Linked DNA regions of Mus musculus: region 1 is linked to region 2. Evidence: chromatin contacts called from public HiChIP or PLAC-seq data. All regions are on one chromosome and are shown on one strand. Each heading gives the region's core, a stretch centred on a gene start, on an enhancer-like site or on the middle of the called end of the contact. The rest is flanking DNA. Distances are from core to core; before and after follow the strand shown.

Region 1 (2,700 bases), core at 58-2,557, 260 kb before region 2:
AGCAGAGGGTTCTGGAAAGGACTGGCAGGGGATGAGTCTGTGAGGTAGCCTGGGGCTTGCCTGGAAAGGGCTTGGAATGCAGAGGGTGGCATTTGGCCTTGATTCAGTGTGTGATGGGCAGCTACTGGAGAGCTTTGAGCGAGGACGTGCAGAGGGCTGTCTTTTCAGGGAGATTGATCTGGCAGTACATCTAGGATGGGTGAGCCCTGGGGCCAGCCTGCTCTTTTTTTTTCCCCATCCCCACATGCCTGCCAGTGACCCCTAGAATGTCACGTTCTGTCCCAGGCCAGCCTCCCCAGGGCTACCATCTGCTCCTGGAAACAGACCACCCTCTGGTTCCTGGCTGGTCTCTGGTCTGGCTCTTGCTAGGAGCTCAGAAAGGGGCACCTTGCAGGCAGTAACTGGGTTTCCAAACAGCGCCTGCTCCTTCGTCATAGGCACTCGTTCTGACGCAGAGCACACCATCAAAGCAGCTCTGCTTCCTGCCTGCCCCACATTGCTTAGCTGTCGGTTAGAGTCTTAAGTGGCTACTCCAAGGGCTGGGTGCTCCTCCTGACTGTATGGCGAGAGAGGTCAGGAGACACCTGTGACCTGTGCCCTTGGTGAAGGGACCCTTGGCATTAGTGAGTGCTGCTTGCTGTAAGCATAGTAGACCCACCCCAGCCCAGTAGGAAGCGGGGAGGTTCAATCCCCAGCATTGAAAATACAAACATTTACAGGTTTCTAAAGGGGAAAGTGACTCTCATTGCTGCTTGGCTGTACAGATGAGAAACCAAATTGGGTTTCTGGCAACAGGGAGGTGGGCCTGGAAAAGAGGGCGTCTCCCTCTACCCCTCCAACAGAAAGCCTACACTCCCCTTTATCCATACTTGTCCATTGGAGAAAAGAGTAGAGAGGATTTGGAGCTCCTGGTGTGCACAGCCCCCTCACCATCAGCTTCCAGAGAGCTGACTTTGCCAGACAGTCAGGCCCCATCCTCCAGCCCCAGGAGGTGGAGGCCACAGCTGCTGCAGATCAGTCAGCCAGGACAGAGGGGGGTCTGGCTGAGGGCATGCTGGTCAGACCCTGAGTCCCTGGCCTAACACTTCTGGCTTCTCCAGGCCACAGAACTGTCCTTGAGGGCCCCCTGCCTTGGACATAGCTTTGAAGACCAGCAGGGGGATTTGAGGAGGTGGATGAAGGAAAAGAGAAGGAGGGCTTGGGGAGTCTGCGGTGGGCAGGATGCCAGGCCTTCTGCTGCAGAGCTGCGGGTGCCTGAGGTGAACAGTGCACAGTTGCAGCCTACGCCCAGCAGAGGGCAGCCCGACACTGCTCTTTACTCGCCAAGCCTCAGGCTCCTGGCTTGAGCCTCAGCTTACTCCTGCTCCCAGGGAGGGAGCAGTGGGCTTCGCCAAGGCTTCATCTCCTTATCTCCTCACCCTGAGGGTTGTCAGAGATGGCCTAGAAGTAGCCACAGAAGATGGTGGGAACCTTGTATCTGCCACAGGGCCTCTCTCACCTCTAAGCTATGTTCCTGTACCTTCTCAGGGACGGGGACCACTATGATGCCCTCCGGGACTGCCTCAAGGCCATCTCCCTAAACCCTTGCCACCTGAAGGCACACTTCCGTCTGGCCCGGTGCCTCTTTGAACTGAAGTATGTGGCCGAGGCTCTGGAGTGCCTGGATGACTTCAAAGGGAAGTTCCCAGAGCAGGCCCACAGCAGTGCATGTGACGCATTAGGCCGGGACATCACAGCTGCCCTTTTCTCCAAAAGTGATGGTGGTGAGTGTGTGCCCAGGAGACGCAGCTGTCCGTTCCCTACCCAGAAAGGCCCTGGCGCTTTGATCTAGAAGCCCTGGTTTCAGATGCTGATTATGAAACTCCATGGACTTAAGACAGTCTGACCCCTGAAACTCACTTTTCATGGCTGAAGAAGGAGACGGTCAGCATCTCCCAGTGAAACTCTGTTGAAAGTTAATGTTAGCATTCAAGGCACCAGGTAGAGCCCAGTCAGGCTGTGTGAGCTCTAGCTGGGCCTTCCCACCTGTCCCCAGACGGGCCTTGGCAGAGCACACTGGGCAGAGGCAAGTGCTGTTTGTTGTCTTTGTCTCAGTCTGGCCATGGGCAGCAGGCATGGTGTCTAGGACAGTGCCTTAGTTCTCAGCTTAGCTCTACCAGGTCGAACTGTGTGGCCATGGATCCAGCACAGCCTCCAAACCGGTCTTGTCTGCAAAGGGCACACCAAGCCTTCCCAGTGCCTCTGTAGATTTGTAGGACGAGCTGGGTCATGGTGACCAACTATGAGAGTCTCCAACTATGAGAACTATGTGGGATAGATCTCACTGGAGGCAGATAACTAGCCACGGGATTCGCTCATTCCATGAGTAGTGTTCAGGCTGACGCCAGCGATGCAAATTCCTACGGACTTCTCTTAGTTCTTGGGAGTAAACCTGGGGGCAGATGGCCTGGCATTGCCTGGTCTGGGTTGGAAACTGTAGCACAGGGGTAGAGGAGACACTGAGGGGGGGGGAGGGAAGGGAAGCCTCCCACCTCCCTCACATCTCTCCTTCCTCACCTCTTTCTCATCTCTCCTTGCTTTCGGCCCCAGAGGAGAAGAAGGCAGCTGGTGGTGGTGGTGGTCCAGTTCGCCTTCGAAGCACAAGTCGCAAGGACTCCATCTCAGAAGACGAAATGGTGCTACGGGAACGGAGCTACGACT
Region 2 (2,700 bases), core at 97-2,596:
TTACCTTGGGAAACCACATTATACAGGGGCCAGTGGAAGGCAGATGGGATTAATGCTTTAAGGGTGGCCTCTATCCTCCTGAAAGCGACTGCTGGTACTCAGGTGTCCTTACTGAGTTGGCCCCACACTAATTGCCTTACATGTGCAACTTTAAGCCCCACAAGGCCTAGTTTTTTCAGAAAAGTCAAAGGTAAAGGAGTAAAGAGACTTGCCCAAAGACACTGAACAGTGCAGGGCAGAGAAAGAATCAAACCATGCCTACTACCACCGATGCTTCGGTTTAACGCGGCGCGGTGAGCTCGGTGGGGGCGGGAATTGTAACTGAATCAGAGCCTTCGGCTGGGAGTGGCCAAACGGTTCATCCGTTTCCATCCGCACTTTACCAAACGGTACTAGAATCAGGCAAAGTTGTGGGGAAAGTAATCTCTGAACACACACGCGCGCGCGGACACACTCCCAACAGTAAAGGAAAAGAAAAGAAAAGAAAAGAAAAGAAAAGAAAAGAAAAGAAAAGAAAAGAAAAGAAAAGAAAAGAAAAGAAAAGAAAAGAAAAGAGAAAAGGAAGAGCCCTGAGAGGTCACTTACCAACTCCCCTGGCTTTCGGGGCTCCGGTAAACGGGACGCCCTCCCTCCCGGGTCCCTTTTCTGGACTCCCTGACCCGCAGGGTGCAGTTATGCCCCAAAGCAAGCTGCTGCCGGAGTTGGGGAAATCATCAAGGATGGTCCCCAGCCGTCCGCGGTCCACTGGCTCGGTCGTTGCCAGAGAAGGGGGCCTGGGAGCGAACGGCCTCGCCTGCCTTCGGCAGAGAGGAAGCCCTTCGACGCCTCGGCTCGAGCAGGAGGCGCGGGTCTGCCGGCCGAAAGAAGCCGCTCCGGAGTTTTGCCGCCGCCGCCGCCCCTCGAGCTACCTGGCCGCCCGGTGGCCGCGCCTGCGCCCCCGCCCCCTCCCCAGGAGGCCGCAGGGCTTCTGACTCCGGCGGAGGTGACGGGGCCGAGAGGGAAACCAGGCGGCGGGGGGAGGGGCGTCGCCTGCACCTGGCCCCTGTCCGCCGCCCAGGCCGGGGAAGGGCGGGCCTGGACCCCCGCCAGCCCCGAAGGAGCGGCGGGGGAGGGGAGCCTCCCGCCTCGCCCGGGGGAGGTCCGGGAAACCTCTCCCACCCCCGGAGCGGCGACGGCGGCGGCGGAGGCTACGGAGACGCGTGCGGGGGTCGGCCGGCTCGGCGCCCCCTTCCCGAGCCGCGCTGGGCCGGCTCCCCCGGCCGCTCGCGCTCTCCAGCTGCAGGAAATTCCAGAAGCTCTCCATCATCCCGGCGCAGCGCGCCGCCTGGGCTGCCAAGGCTCCCCGAAGGAGAGCCACATGCGGGCCGGCCGAGCGAGGGAGCGAGCGACCGCGCGGCCCGCCCTCGCCCCCACCCAGTCCCACTCGGCGAGGCAGCCACGTCGCCCGGCCCGCCGCTCCTTCCCGCGCCCCGGGGACGGCGGAATGCGTGGCAGCCCCGGCCGGGGGCTATTTTGAGCGGGAGGGGAGCGGCCCGGCCGCGCTGTTTTCGGCTTTTTCCTGGCCCCCGTCCCGCTAGCCGGGGCCCTCGGCTACCCGCGGAGGAGGGACACGTGGAAGGGGAGGGGAGGGCCGCTTCTATCCGGCTCGGGGCTGGGGAGGGCCCGGGAGACACCCGGCCCGACTCGCTTGCTCGGCCGGTCGAGCGGCAGAATTGCTAACACCGCCTGATTGCGGCTGGTGGCTGCGAGGCGCCCGCTACCTGCACGCCCCTCCTCCGGTGAGCGCCCGCGGCCCGGGCACTCCCTCCCCAGCGGCGGACTCAGGCCTCACTGGATAGCGCCGCCGAGCACCAGTGGCCAATCACCGGCCTCGATTTCCTTACCTGTAAGTTGGGATGAGCTACCCGGCTTTATTCGGAGAGTACCTTATTCACTTTGCCGTGCGCCTTTTCCTGAGCAAAACTTTTTTTTTTGAGGGGGGAGGGATATTTATTGAGAGGGATTTAAAAATCCCCCCTTTCAGAGTAAAAGTCCCTTACACCAAAACAGTGTATTTTCATACATTTACATCTAGCGCCTACTTCATATTAGTGGCCAACAACATGCACACTGGCTCTGCAGTATCAAAGAGCATTAACTCCATTAAGGTCCCAATAAAGATACAGTGTTTCTTGCCGGAGGAAACTGAGGTTCAGTAGTGACCTGCCAGAGGTTTGACAGCAGCACAGCCCAAAGTCAGACAAACTGGCTTCAGAATATTAATTACTGACACAAAGTAATTAAACCTTAAACAGAGGCGGAAACTAAAGCCCAATGTGTCAGAGTAGGTACCCAATAGAGGTCTCCCAACTCTTTAGTACCCCGCTGCAACAGTTGAGTCGGTTCAGCACCTGCTGTGGGACAGCTAGAGGGTCTAAAGATGGATACCATTTTGGATGTCCAAGAGCCCAAAGACTGCACTCTGCTTTCCAATGCTCGTCTCAGACTACTTGGCCCCTGAAGTTAACTTGTTTATCATATTCCGGACTCAACCCAGCCTCAGAGGTAAGGGGTACAAAAATGAGAGATGTGACACAGGGCGGGCGGGCGGGCGTGGGGGGGGGGCGCATCCTCACAGAGCCTGGAGATGCTTCCTGCTCCCTACACACACACACACACCACTCCAAGCAAGGAAACACAAAGGTTGGCAGTCACATATCA

Evidence for each region. HiChIP or PLAC-seq counts read pairs in DNA pulled down with a chosen protein or histone mark.
Region 1: an H3K4me3 HiChIP or PLAC-seq map of forebrain shows a contact between it and region 2, with 4 times the contacts expected there. The contact joins two enhancer-like sites. A contact is called at or near these places in 1 of 15 datasets of contacts at CTCF or cohesin (large pre-B cells), 1 of 484 Hi-C or Micro-C datasets (bone marrow-derived macrophages), 19 of 115 datasets of contacts at active chromatin or transcription factors (the HPC-7 cell line, T-cell acute lymphoblastic leukemia, craniofacial prominence and 12 more) and 3 of 9 other capture datasets (adipose tissue, liver and pancreatic islet).

The regions. Positions count from the first base shown.
Region 1 is chr4:133,296,483-133,299,182 of GRCm38.p6, reverse strand. Wdtc1 (WD and tetratricopeptide repeats 1) reads left to right here. Exons shown (of 16, transcript NM_199306.4): 13 at 1,528-1,763; 14 at 2,590-2,700. Among named protein-coding and RNA genes, the nearest start is that of Tmem222, 20 kb to the right of the region's middle. Within about 2 kb of position 1,307, at least 95 of the 459 cell types and tissues checked have an H3K27ac peak or open chromatin away from gene starts, as enhancers often do. A contact at or near this core is called in forebrain, where this site is marked.
Region 2 is chr4:133,037,672-133,040,371 of GRCm38.p6, reverse strand. The region is part of intron 2 of Ahdc1 (AT hook, DNA binding motif, containing 1); the gene reads right to left. Among named protein-coding and RNA genes, the nearest start is that of Ahdc1, 28 kb to the right of the region's middle. Within about 2 kb of position 1,346, at least 206 of the 459 cell types and tissues checked have an H3K27ac peak or open chromatin away from gene starts, as enhancers often do. A contact at or near this core is called in forebrain, where this site is marked.